4 separate regions of the Mus musculus genome follow, and regions 1, 2 and 3 are each linked to region 4. Evidence: chromatin contacts called from public HiChIP or PLAC-seq and promoter capture Hi-C data. All regions are on one chromosome and are shown on one strand. Each heading gives the region's core, a stretch centred on a gene start, on an enhancer-like site or on the middle of the called end of the contact. The rest is flanking DNA. Distances are from core to core; before and after follow the strand shown.

The links. Promoter capture Hi-C pulls out the DNA fragments that hold promoters and counts their contacts. HiChIP or PLAC-seq counts read pairs in DNA pulled down with a chosen protein or histone mark.
Region 1: a promoter capture Hi-C map of liver shows a contact between it and region 4, with 2.8 times the contacts expected there. The contact joins the enhancer-like site here to the promoter of Fbxl14 in region 4. A contact is called at or near these places in 7 of 39 promoter capture datasets (the 3T3-L1 cell line, cranial neural crest, hippocampal neurons and 3 more), 2 of 15 datasets of contacts at CTCF or cohesin (large pre-B cells and pro-B cells), 8 of 484 Hi-C or Micro-C datasets (CD8 T cells, Sertoli cells, cranial neural crest and 3 more) and 12 of 115 datasets of contacts at active chromatin or transcription factors (the 230-238 cell line, the SCID.adh cell line, T-cell acute lymphoblastic leukemia and 8 more).
Region 2: a contact with region 4 is called in an H3K4me3 HiChIP or PLAC-seq map of pro-B cells, with 4 times the contacts expected there. The contact joins the enhancer-like site here to the promoter of Fbxl14 in region 4. A contact is called at or near these places in 9 of 39 promoter capture datasets (the 3T3-L1 cell line, the C10 cell line, the HPC-7 cell line and 6 more), 2 of 15 datasets of contacts at CTCF or cohesin (large pre-B cells and pro-B cells), 84 of 484 Hi-C or Micro-C datasets (the 63-12 cell line, the AML12 cell line, B cells and 49 more), 34 of 115 datasets of contacts at active chromatin or transcription factors (the 230-238 cell line, the HPC-7 cell line, the NIH/3T3 cell line and 25 more) and 1 of 9 other capture datasets (embryonic stem cells).
Region 3: an H3K4me3 HiChIP or PLAC-seq map of the SCID.adh cell line shows a contact between it and region 4, with 14 read pairs. The contact joins the enhancer-like site here to the promoter of Fbxl14 in region 4. A contact is called at or near these places in 11 of 39 promoter capture datasets (the 3T3-L1 cell line, the C10 cell line, cranial neural crest and 5 more), 19 of 484 Hi-C or Micro-C datasets (the C10 cell line, CD4 T cells, CD8 T cells and 11 more), 13 of 115 datasets of contacts at active chromatin or transcription factors (the 230-238 cell line, the SCID.adh cell line, T-cell acute lymphoblastic leukemia and 7 more) and 4 of 9 other capture datasets (adipose tissue, embryonic stem cells, liver and 1 more).

What each region holds. Positions count from the first base shown.
Region 1 is chr6:119,668,622-119,671,823 of GRCm38.p6, reverse strand. The region is part of intron 17 of Erc1 (ELKS/RAB6-interacting/CAST family member 1); the gene reads left to right. Among named protein-coding and RNA genes, the nearest start is that of Wnt5b, 130 kb to the right of the region's middle. Within about 2 kb of position 1,938, at least 8 of the 459 cell types and tissues checked have an H3K27ac peak or open chromatin away from gene starts, as enhancers often do. A contact at or near this core is called in liver, where this site is marked.
Region 2 is chr6:119,713,842-119,717,106 of GRCm38.p6, reverse strand. All of the region lies in intron 15 of Erc1 (ELKS/RAB6-interacting/CAST family member 1), which reads left to right. Among named protein-coding and RNA genes, the nearest start is that of Erc1, 130 kb to the left of the region's middle. Within about 2 kb of position 1,951, at least 20 of the 459 cell types and tissues checked have an H3K27ac peak or open chromatin away from gene starts, as enhancers often do. A contact at or near this core is called in the 63-12 cell line, the HL-1 cell line, the HPC-7 cell line and 4 more, where this site is marked.
Region 3 is chr6:119,634,406-119,637,431 of GRCm38.p6, reverse strand. The region is part of intron 17 of Erc1 (ELKS/RAB6-interacting/CAST family member 1); the gene reads left to right. Among named protein-coding and RNA genes, the nearest start is that of Wnt5b, 92 kb to the right of the region's middle. Within about 2 kb of position 1,666, at least 94 of the 459 cell types and tissues checked have an H3K27ac peak or open chromatin away from gene starts, as enhancers often do. A contact at or near this core is called in the 230-238 cell line, CD8 T cells, the SCID.adh cell line and 10 more, where this site is marked.
Region 4 is chr6:119,478,177-119,481,410 of GRCm38.p6, reverse strand. Fbxl14 (F-box and leucine-rich repeat protein 14) reads right to left here and starts at 1,743. Exons shown (of 1, transcript NM_133940.3): 1 at 1-1,743. The coding sequence starts at 1,551. The coding sequence ends at 349. The region is part of intron 1 of Wnt5b (wingless-type MMTV integration site family, member 5B); the gene reads left to right.

The DNA of each region.
Region 1 (3,202 bases), core at 689-3,188, 190 kb before region 4:
CACTCTGCTTATTGACAACCTTTTGTTTTGGTGTATTACAGTTCAGAGAATGTCATTATTCTTGCTTTTTTTTTTTAACATATGTAAGTATATTTCTCTAGCATATATTCTTTAATAGAATTTGCTAATAAGAACATATACATTGTTTGTTTGTTTGTTTGTTTGTTTGTTTTGAGACAGGTTTCTCTGAATAACCATGGCTGTCTTAGAACTCACTCTGTAGACGAGACTGGCCTCGAACTCAGAAATCCGCCTGCCTCTGCCTCCCAAGTGCTGGGGTTAAAGGCATGCGCCACCACTGTCTGACATACATACTTAACTTTGATACCTCTTACTGAATTGCTGCCAATATTAGTCTCTCCCCACATAGTATTATAGAATTTTATATTCTTATATGTACTAGACAATATCCATATCTACTTACTAAATTTCTGCTGACTTAGGTTTACATTTGTATTATCCTTCTATATCACAGTTAACTCTCCTATCTTTGGGAATGGTATTCCATAATACATTTAACTGTTCTTCCCTTGGTAAATAATTAAATTACTTTTAAAATTCCTCTATTATATATGTTATTTAGTAAAAGTTTATATGAATGCAGATTTTCATTAGCATGAAAATAATCTTAAGCCAAAGTCATTTCATATGTGTACATCTGCAGAATAAAATTTGCAAAGTAGAACCATAAGATCAGAGGACTTCAAGTCCAAGTTGATACTTGTTTCTGTTTGATATCTGATTTCAGGTATATATCACCACACAAATCTTCTAGTTGATACCATTAAATGAAAATAACAGCATGGGAATGTTATATACTACTATTTGTTTTAAAAGAAGGAAATTTGAAGCTGGGCATATAATGACCATTAACCTGGGGCAGTAAGAACAAGCATGAGTGAAGGTTTTTTTTTTGTTTTTTTGTTTTTTTTTTTTTTGTCTTTTAACTATAAAGCACAATATTTTGAGACAGAATCACAGTGTATAGTCTAAAGTGCTCTTGAATCTCAACCCTGCTGTCTAAGTTCCCTCCACACTAGTATCATAAGCATGCAGTGTCATGCTTTGACTACGTTTATATATTCTTTATACTTTTTGAAAAACCGTATGAATGAGACCTGAGTTTATAGTCTGACTGGTAAATCACATGCGTAGCTGTGTTAAAAATCTAATCTGCATGGAGAAAGGTGGGGAGTGAATGTATTACCTATATAATATTTTAATATTATGTTTCTTTAATATAGCAATAAAAGCATGAGTTTTCAACTTAGAATTGGATTTAATTATACAATGTGTGACACTGACATTATTGTGCTCTCATTTCATGTATATAAAGTAGTAAATGTCTGTCTCATAAATTTGTGAGAAATTACTTTAAAAGTACAGAATTTACAGGCCTACTCATAATGCATAATTAAGCTCATTTAATCTATTCTGCCAATTATGAAATAACTTAGCCCAGTACTTCTCACCCTTCCTACTGCGACTTTTTAATACAGTTTTTTATGTTGTGGTGACCCCCAATCATAAAATTATTTTTTGTTGCTACTTCATAACTGTAATTTTGCTACTGTTATGAATTGTAAATATCTGTGCTTTTTCCTTTGGTCTCAGGTGACCCCTGTGAAGCAATCTGTTGAATCCCCCAGGGCTGGCAAAGCACAAGTTGAGAACCACTGCCTTAGAGCTTATCTTTATACAGATAGCATTTAACATAGAATACACATTGTCTTTTCCTCTCTTCAAATTGAATGTGGAGGCAGAAGTCTTTGTTTTACTAGGAAAGAGGCCATGACCCTGACTTGGTTTTGTGACAGTCACTTCAAAAGAAGTCATAAAAATATTTGCAGACAGTGGAAAAGTAAACACAGCTTGGGAACTGATCCATGTCGAGATGAATATAGAAGTGAACTGGTATAAAGTTTCAAGGTGCAAAATAGCTGTTTGGAAGCTGTGACTCATGCAGTTGTTCTCAGACAGAGTTCACACATTTTCAGGATGAGCATACTCTTGAACGGCCTGAAGACACGGGCATGTGTAGCATGCAGTATATTCTTATAAGCCAGAATTATTAGCCTCTGAGAGCGTCTGAGGGACTCCTGAAGAATACATTTGGCAGTAATGATAATGGAGACACACTCACAGAGATATAGCAACTTTAAACTTATTTTATGAACCACAGTGGAAGAGCTTCAAGAGACCCTCTCTTCCTTCCAAATTCATTAACTGAGTTTTTCCAAGTAATTTGAATCTCAAAGATTTTATTTAGTTGTTTTTTTTTTAAATCAAGAATGTCAGATTAGAAAGGGCTAGAAAGTTTAATCCCAAAGGTTTCTGTAATAATAACCAATCTACCCTGGAGCTCCTACCAACTCCAGCGATTTTGAGGAATTTTCTGTATCATCTTGTTGTCTGGTTGGTTTACCTATAAACATTTTAGTTTCTGCATGCAATATACAGCAAGCAAAACTAAATGGTATATAATTATATATCAGACTTACATTCCATACTACCTATATAATATAAAACTATTCATAAAACACCCCAAATGAGGTTTTTATAGTAACATTAAAATTACTACCTGAAATAAAATGTCCCCACTTCTTCTAAAATAACACTAGAGCTTATCTTTAAGCCCTTCCTCTATTCTCAAGAATTCTGGTACCGTGTCCAGTCCATGTCTGCTTGATTTCTTCTCTTGTCTTTTTTCTTGTCAGAACCATAGTTGTGCTTTATAGGTGATTCGCAGGCGTGGGGATACTTACCTGCCCCTAAGTGACCCTCCCGTCTTTACTGTCCCTATCCACTTACCTCACAGCCCTCTCACACCCCTTCTGTAGTGTGTCTTCTTCTGTATGCACCCGTGCTTCATTCCGTGTATGTGTAACAGTAGCTCATTTACACTTGCTATGTTGCATTCCATCCTGTGACTATACCACAGTTTACCCACTCAACCATAAGTAGAAATCTGAGGTGTTAGCTGGTTGGAGATGGTATCAGTTCTTTCATTCCACGTTTGCTTGGGTCCCTGAGCTCAAACTCAGGTAGTCAGGCTTACATCATAGGACAGCAAGTGATCTCTACCCACTGCGCGGCCTCACTAGCAAGACAGTTTGGCGATGTTACAAATAAAACCTTGTCTTTTATTTACCTCTCTCATATTTTGGGCTTATTGAAAGCATACATTTTTTATGTTTGTCAT
Region 2 (3,265 bases), core at 702-3,201, 240 kb before region 4:
GTCTGTCTGTCCGTCTGTCTGTCTGTATTCATTACTTACTAACTTATTTAGCATTGATCAACCCATCTTCACTTAGGATAGAGAGGAGAATATTGAACAGAGTTAGAAAGCTGCTTGCTGACCAGAAGAATTTGGTTTGCTTCTGTCTGAGAGAATCCCTTGTCTTTTGTTGTTGTTGTTGTTGTTGTTGTTGTTGTTGTTGTTTGAGGCTCTCTGTACCTCTCTCTCCTTACTGCCTCATGAAGCCCTGCTTCCCATTCCTCTTTCTAGATGATTTCACATCCTGGCCTCACTGCCTTTCATGCATTACAAGTTTCAGCATCCAGAATGACTTGCCTGACTAGAGGATGCTGTCCCTCATAGCATTTCTTACCCTTGGCCTGTTCGCACATGGGCCTGGTTACAGTGGTCTTTACACATTTGGACCCTTTGCTGTATTGTGGAGAAACCTTCCATACTGGGGTAATTGCTGATAGAAAAAAATGTATTTCACCAGAAACCCTGGAAGCCACTGCAGTTGGAAAGGGCCATGTCTCTCCTTAGGGAGGGAATCTGAACACATTCCAGTTGGGTTTGAACTCCCAGAAAAGCCCCCAATTCTTAGCAGTAATCTTGGTGTCCCATAAAAGAATACACAAAGCAAGTGTATTTTAGCAAGGATATATTTTTTGCAAAAGGTGTGTCCAAGAATCCAAACTGGGCTGACAACACAGACTACTTCATGTCCTTTCTTCCTGATGTAGGTGGTTACTGTGTCTCAACGCACTGCTGGCTTCCTGACTTCAGTCTGACATGATTAGCTATCCACCCAAAGAGGAAAGACAAGGTTCAGGAATAGCCTTGCTGGGTTAGCTACCTTACATTAAAGCAAAACAAGGAAACTGTTTCTCTTCCATTCTGATTCTATGACATCAACTTTTTACATTCCATATGCTCAGTTTAGCGTCATGTACTTAGCTCATTTCAGTTAACTTGATGTCCTCTGGGGTTATCGTCATAATGGAAAACAAAACTAACTCTCTCTCTCTCCCTCCCTCCCTCTCCCTCCCTCTCCCTCCCTCCTTCCCCCCGACCCCCGCTCCCTGTTTGGTAGTATTCCTGGTGTGTATATACAGCACATTAAAAAAAAAACTATTGAACTTAAAGATGATTTTATTATTAATGTTTTAAAAATCTCCCTATCAGGTAAGCCATAAATTTTGGCAATTGCCTGGACCAGGGAGATAGAGAAGAAGAAGATAGAAAGATAGAAAGTCATACAATCTGAGTACGGATGGCATGGAGAACCTTTTTCTTTTTAAAATTATTGTTGTTTTTGTACATGTCTGTATGATAAGGGGAAATACCGTGATATGCCATGTGCTTGTATGGAAGGCAGAGGACAACTTTGTAGAGACAGCTTGTTCATTCTTCATGCAAGTTCTAGGGAATTGAACTCAAAGCATCTAGCTTTGCTGGTTGAGTCATCTCACTGGCTGGAAGATAGACTATTTCCTCATCCATTCATCTATTGATAGACACTTAGGCTGATTCTGGTCCTGACTGTTGTTTAGCCATGAGCCGTCATGTGGTGCTGTCGTAAGACTGGTCAGGTAGATGTTCCTGCAGCCCACCAATATCCTTTCATTTCAATGTCCAGGAGTGGAACTGCTGACTCATGCAGTAGTTGAGTGTTAGTATTTTGAGGAAGCTCCATCCTGTCTGCCATAGTGAATGAGAAAGAGTCCCTGCCTGCATCCTCATGAGTACTCACTTCCTGTCTTTTATAGTGATCCAAAAGGACTGAAATATATCTTTGTGGTTTCTAATTACATTTCATCAATGACTTGTAACATTGAAGAGTTTGTTTTCAAAATTATGTGTCATTTTTATGTGTTCTTTTAAGGTATCTATGCATCTCCTGTCCTTTTTATGAACGAGTTGGATCTTTTTCTTGCTGTTTAGTTCTCATTTTCGAGTATTAACCCTTGTCAGATATATAGTTGGGAAAATTTACTCTCTTCTGTAAGTGTTGCTTTGTTATTTTGATTATTTGCTGTAAAGCCAAGAATGTTATTATCTGAGGTAATCACAGTTGTTTGATTTTGTTTCTGTTGCCATCACTTTTTGGTTTTATTTTTAAAAGCAGAACCCAAACCCCACTATCCCCAACCCACTGTCATGAAACACCCCCTGCCCCCAGTTTCTTAGTTTTGTTTTCTTCTTCTTTCTTCCTCTCTCGTCTTTTTTGAGACTGTGTCTCACACTGTAGTTCAAGATGGCCTTGATCTCATGGACAACCTCCTGCCTCAGCCTTACGAGTGCTGTTGTGTAGGTAGGAGTTACCATGCCTGGTTTTAGCTTCAGTTCTTTAGTTCATTTGAGTTAACAGATACTAAGAGATAAGGGCTTGCTTTTATTCTTCTTTGTATCAACATATAGGCAACCTTGTTACTCATTTTCATATTTGAATACAAAACTCAAGTATCAAATATAGTACTGTGTTCCAAATCCTTTGGTTTGCATTCCCCCATCCCCTTAATAAATCAAAAAGAAAATGCTTAGAATAGTCTGAGAAATCCATGGTTCCATTCTTGGCTTTTTCTTTTATCTTTCCTACTGCTATACTGTCCTTGAGATCCTTAAGACTAATAAGAGTTTTGCTACATAGATGAAAAGTAACATTACAAACTCCTACTAGAGTGTATTACTTGCTTAACTAAATTGCTCATTCATATTCAAACCAGTGGTATTCATAGGTATATGTATACATATGTGTGTGTTTCTAGTTTTTTCAGGAGAAGGCAAAGTCTCACTTTATTCAAATGTTAGTAAGCATGTTCCTTTTTGAAAAGAAATGTTTCAGAAATTGTCTTTATGAAGCTCGAGTCTGTCATCTAGTTGTGACTTTCAAAGGGAGATAGTCTTGTGGTATTGACTCTAAGTACAGACTCCATCAGAGCTGGCTTTCAGCCCAGTTTAAGTGGTAGGTTTTAAAAATAGCTTTGTATTTTTAAATAGTTAACCTCTTATTGCTTATGCCATCTAACACCAGCACTTCCTTCTCTCTGTTGCAGAGAGCAAACCCATCATGTCTGCCTCGCTTCACTAACTTTATCCTATGCTCTTAATAACAGACTTCAGCTTCCTTTATTTCTCTTCTTCCCTTGTTTAATTCTTTACTCTATGGAGGAATCTTTCTGGCCTCAGTTTGCTTCTGAATAGAAGGATGTTTAATGATAGCTCTTCCTTGATGGGTAGGCACTCCTTGAGGTAACTGAGTAAC
Region 3 (3,026 bases), core at 417-2,916, 160 kb before region 4:
TCCCTGATGATTAAGGATGCTGAACTTTTTTTCAGGTGTTTCTCAGCCATTCGGTATTCCTCAGGTGAGAATTCTTTGTTCAGTTCTGAGCCCCATTTTTTAATGGGGTTATTCGATTTTCTGAAGTCCACCTTCTTGAGTTCTTTATATATGTTGGATACTAGTCCCCTATCTGATTTAGGATAGGTAAAGATCCTTTCCCAATCTGTTGGTGGTCTTTTTGTCTTATTGACGGTGTCTTTTGCCTTATTGTTTCTTTCAAATAAATGTTTTATATAACAATGAATTTTCTTTAAGCTTACCTTACTTAAAGAATAAATAGCTGTATTTCACAAAAGAAGGAAAGTTAATAACTTTTGCTAAATTAATTGTTAAGCAAATATCTCTGTATACTAATAAAATGAAGCTTTCATTAATTCCAGAATTGAGTTCATGTACTGTTGTACAAGGCAGTGTAGTCGTGGAATACAGATCACTACTGCTATGTGTGATAACTGCTTCACAGAGTTGAGGGTGGGGAGCCTCAAAGTAAGTAGAGATGCTGGAATCGTTAGGGAGTTACCTCAGCAGGCCTTTCACAAAGGTTAAACAGGTTAATGTGTCTTGCATACACTGAGACCTCTGCAGAGAAGGGAGGAAATTATAGTTGAGTGGACATCTTCAGGGCATGAGATAGAAGAACAAAACAGATATCCCAGAAATCGCCTATAATCTCTGGATAGCTAGTGAGTTAAATAATAAGGCAACAGAATCAAAGTGCATGTAATCCATTAATAAGAGAATGTGGATTTCCTATTTAATATGGGTTGTTGACAATTAACCTATGCCTCTTCACCCATGGTATTAGCATGGTATTGCTCATGGAGCCTGACCTCAGGGCCTTGAGTTCCACCACTGAATTAAATCCTTTGAAAAGGTTTAAGACAAGGCAAGGATGTGTAAGCCACAGCAACAGCTTTAAACTTGGTGGGATCACCCTTGCTGCTCTCCTGGAACATCTGACAGGAAGGACTGATTACACGGTGAGCTTACCCCATGGTATTAGCATGCTAAGCCACTGGCCTCCTTCTTTCATCTGATCTTTTCCCCAAAAGCTTTCAGGATTGTGGAGTATATTGTATATAATTCTGCAGCTATCCAACTTGGAATTCATACTTGGACAAGGAGGGGATGGTAAACATTGTTGGTTATGCTCCTTAATTCATGTCCCGTGTACTTCAGTGTGCTTCTGTGGAACACACACATGCTTAGCACTCCCGCCAAGTCACTGTTTCAGTCTTGGTTGCAGTTTCTTACTTACTGGTGCTGGAAGGCCAATGTGTTAAAGATTCCGAAATCATCAAAGGATGCTCAGCTTTCTTTGCCTTTGATATTTGTCTCTGGTTTCTGAAATTTGCCCAGAATGGGGAAAGGAACAGAGGGGAGGTCTTACTATTTCCTGGAGCTCACATGCCACAGTAGTGCACATCTTGATTCCATTAGTCTATGCAGGTCAAAGAGCAAGTTCAGCTGGTGTAGTTTACAGCACCAGGGACAGAGTGACTAGCCACTTTAATGACTTGCCTTTCTGCTGCAACTTACTCAGGAAATAGGGGTTGCTAACCACTGAAATGTTTGTATCCATGGTTGATGGGGTGGGGTGTTTGTTTGTTAACTGAGGAATAGACTCAGAATAGGGAGAGTGACTCGGCAGGAAGTGCGCTGACATTTTGTCCTCTGATCCTCTGGGGGTTCTCCCTTGTGTCTTCCTAGTTGCTCTCTTGGGGCTCTCCAGGCAAACAGTGAGGCTGCTTGTGCTAGCAGGACTCCATCTGGGGGCAGCCTCTAGTCGGGAGCACTCTGTTGTGATCAACTTCTGATTTCTGTATCTTTTCCTAAAAATGATCACTTCTGACTTTTTTTATATTCTTTTCTGTTTCTCTGTTTTCATCAGAAAAATAGTACTTTTATCAAAAAGTATCTTCTTACAAAGACTGTTTTCAATAGACAACAACTAAACCCAGTTTCTTTCACAACTTAACTGTTTTGTTTCATTCTGATTTTTTGCCTCTGAAAACACAACATTTTAAACAAGTTTCAACTTTTTCACAGTGGGTCTAATAAGCACCTAATAACCAGCTCACCGTGTAATCAGTCCTTCCTGTCAGATGTTCCAGGAGAGCAGCAAGGGTGATCCCACCAAGTTTAAAGCTGTTGCTGTGGCTTACACATCCCTGCCTTGTCTTAAACCTTTTCAAAGGATTTAACTCAGTGGTGGAACTCAAGGCCCTGAGGTCAGTCTCCATGAGCAAAGAAGAGGGAGAAGCTCCACAGTGTTTTCAAGGCGGTTCGCCCAAAGAGATCCAGTTTGCTCCACACCCAGTATGTGTACTAGCAAGAGGACAAGCTTGCAAAAGAGACTTTATTCAGCAACAGTCAACTGTGAGGAGCCAGGACATCTCTCCTGCCTCCCCAGGACTAGTAAAGGGAGAGCTGTGGGACATAGATGATAAGTGTAACTCTCCATGCTAGACCTGAGCATAGGGCTTTTGTCCTACCAGATCTTGCAAGGAACCCAAGTAAAGGCTTAGTAGTTCCAGGTAGTTTTAACCATTGCTAAATATCTGAAAACCTTGGGAATGCATACAGCAGAGGTACTAGCTACAGCAAAGCAGTAGAGGTGTATTGCTGTGCTTCACTATATAACATCTAAAACATAACGAGAGTGCAAAGTCTCAGGTTTGGGCTCAAGAGAACCCCGAGGCAGATTGTTCATGTAAATAAGAGCTTGGTTTATTACAAGAGTTATTAACAAGACAGGCATGGCAAAGGTCCTGAGGAAAGCTGAGGCCCAAAGGACAAAGTGAGGTTGCCTTCTTACAGGAAAGGGAGAGTTTGTATGCCAGGGGGTTGATGAGTCCATAGTAAATGCTTGCAAGTCAGGCAGTCTCTGATTCCCAGATGGCAATGGGAGAGGATTGTTTCTTGCATTCTGAGGAAAGAATGTGTCACCTTTAGGGTGTGGAGAACATGAGGATAAGGCACCC
Region 4 (3,234 bases), core at 494-2,993:
TCCTCGGGGTTGAAACGACTAGTCCCTCCCCGCCCCCACCCCATTTCCAAATGCAGTGCCCCAGGATACAGTTGTCGGTGGCTGAAAGTCTCCATACCCTGCAGAAGAGTGGGCAGAGAAACAGCAGGGTCCATCTCTCCCCTCACTGGGAAAGGAGAGTGGGTAGAGGGAGCAGAACAACTCCAGACGCAGTGGAGAGGGGCGCCAGACTAGGAGAAGAGAGCCCAGGCTTCCGTCATCGCCCCACCGCGGCCACTGCCCTGAACGTGTAAGTGCGCGCGTGAGTGTGCGGAACAGTGGTGGTCCTGGGATGAACAGGGCGGGGCGGGGGAACTGGAACTGCCGCCCTCACCTGACCTTCTCACTGTCCGTCATCTGCCAAAGTCCCAGGTTAAGTACCTTGAGGCAGGGCAGCTGCGTGATGCGCTCCAGGCCGCGCTTGGTGATCCTGGTGCAGCCGTACAGATCTATGCCCGTGAGCTGGCTCAGGTGCTCAGCGATCAGCTCCAGGCCCTTGTCCGTGATGCGCACACACTGTCCAATGTTGAGCGTGCGCAGCCCGTGCATCTGCCGCACCATGCGGTTGATGCCATCGTCACTGATATGGCAAGAGCAAAGGGAGAGGGACTTGAGGCCGTCCAGTCCCTGGGCTATGTACGCCAGACTCTGATCTCCCACCTTGTCACAGAACGACACATCCAGACCGGAAAGGCGCAGGCTGCCCATGGCCAGATGCATGATGCCGGTGTCGCTGATGTTGTCGCAGGAGCGCAGGTTCAGGCTGCGCAGGCTGCCCATGTGCGACAGGTGCAGAAGGCCCGCGTCCGAGATGCCGCCGCAGAAGCTGAGGTTGAGGAGCCGGAGGCCCGTCAGCCCTCGCGAGATGTGCTTCAGGGAAAGATCCGTGAGTTTCTGGCAGTCCTGAAGAGTGAGCTGCTCCAGGCCCAGGCAGCCCTCGGCAGCGCTGCGCGTCATGCCGGCCAGGTGCCCGATGCCCACATCCGAGAGGTGGCGACAGCTGCGGAGATTAAGGCTCTTGAGGCGCTGCAGCCCCCAGGCAATGAGCAGAAGGCCGGTGTTGGTGATGTTGCTGCAGCCCCCCAGCTCCAGCACCTCCAGGCCCTTGAGGTACTGGGCTATGCGGCCCAGGCTGCTGTCGGTGATCTGCTTGCAAAGGCTCAAGTTGAGAGCGCGCAGCGAGCCGATCTCCTGCACGAACGCGTGGCCCAGGCCGTTGTCGGTGAGGTTGTAGCAGCCGCTGAGGTTGAGGCTCTCGATGTTCGCCATGCCCTGGATCACGTAGCTGAGGCTGCGGCGGAGGCTGAGGATCTGCACGCGGCGGATGCCCCGGGCCTGCAGGCTGGGGAACAGCGACGGGTTCGCCCGGCGCAGGTGCAGCTTGGCCTCCACGCCCCGCCACACCGACTTGTGGTAGGCGGCGTCCCGCCAGGCCGTGCACACCTGCGCCGCGCGACCCTTGTCTCGGACGTCCAAGTAGCCGAAGATCATGGCCAGCAGCTCGGGGAACAGGCACGAGATGTGGGTCTCCATCTTCCTCCCGCCGCTACGCCGCGCCGGGTGCAGGAGGCGCGGGCGCCGCCGCCGCCCCGGGAGGCGCCGAGAGCGGCCCGCCGCGGGCCAACGGCCGCCCCTCCCCGCCTTCCGGCCGGGCCGCCGCTCCTCCTCCCGGCGCGTCCGAGCGGCGCTTCCTTCCTGCCGCCCTTCCCGCCCCCGCGCGGCCGCTCGGGCCTCACATCCCGGCCGGGGCGGGCGCCGCGTCCGCGCCCGCGCGCCGCCCCGCGCCCTGCGGCATCCCGCGCCCGGCCGCGTCGCTGCTGCGCGCGCCGGCGAGGCCCGGGCCGGGCGCTCGGGCTGCGGACGGCTTCCTGCTGCCTTTGTCTGCCGTCCGCGGTTCAAACTGCCCAGCCCCGGGCTGCTCGCACTCGGCCGCTGCGCGGGGGGACTCTGGGGCCGCCGCGCGCCGCTCCTCCCCCGCCTAAGTCGCGCGGGTCCGATTCACGGCCGCGGGCGGCGGGACGCGGCGAACTCACCGGCGTGATCGGGCCTGCGCCCTAGGAGCCGGCCAGCCGCGCTGCGCCCTCCGCGTCCTCCGCGCCGGCTCCCCCGCTCAGTGGTACGCGCCCGCGCCGCCGGAACTGGTGGAGCCGTTTCCTTGGAAACCGGGCTCTGCCCTCGGCCGCGGAGGCTTAACCCCATGCGCGCCGGGATGGCTGGCGGCCTCGCCGCACCGTGCAGCCCTAAAGAGCGCCCGATGGCCCACGGGCTGCTCCCCTCGGTGTCCACGCTTACTCCACGCCCTCTCCCGCCCGCATACTTCATCCTCTCTTGCCCGCATATTCCATCCCCTCTAGCCCGCGTTACTTCTCAGAGCGCCTTTAACCATCTCACCACACCCACTGCCCCAGTCGGGCGGCCTTCCCACCATTCCTTTCTCTTTAGTAGTGAGTCTTAATTTGGTGGAGAAAGTGGCTTTTAGTCAGCATAGTTTGACAGCTCTCGTTCTAGAAATTTCTGGAAGTTGTCCAGTGTGCCTGCCTTCCACAATCTTGTTGTTTCCATACACCCATGTGAGTTCCTTTCCCTTTCAACTTTGTGTCAAAACTTCCCACTGCTTCTGCCCCTGCCTTGCGCTCTAACCTACACCAGGTTTTGTCTTTTTCCTCGGCCACTTAGACTGTAGATTGCACGGCCCAGCTGTACGGATACCTAATACATCTGTATGTGCTGACACACATACACTCTTTGGTCTGGTTAAAGATGCTCCAGCCTTATGCTTTATGTATATTTTATGAATCTAGGGCAGAGCTCAACTCTATACAGTGTAGCCTCGGGTCTTAAATATCTGCATGAAGGATAGGATTTCAGAATTGTATTTTTATGACCCCTGAAGCCAAGAGTTTTTAGTTCAGAGAAAAGGAACCTGAGAATCTTAAATAAGTTACAAGTTCACACATCTAGATACAAAACAACCTGACTTAGCTGTTTCCTTGACTCTTTGGGAACCTGAACAAGACATCATCATCATTATTATTATTAATACATTGTATTTCTTTAATGGGGAGAGGGCATGCTCCACAGCCAGTATCTAGTGGTCAGAAGACGACTTGAAGAAGTCATCCCTCTCCTAGCATGTGGATTCCAGGATGGAACTCGGATCATGAGACTTGGTAGCAATGACCTTACCTGCTGACATCTTGCACTGAACAAGATTTG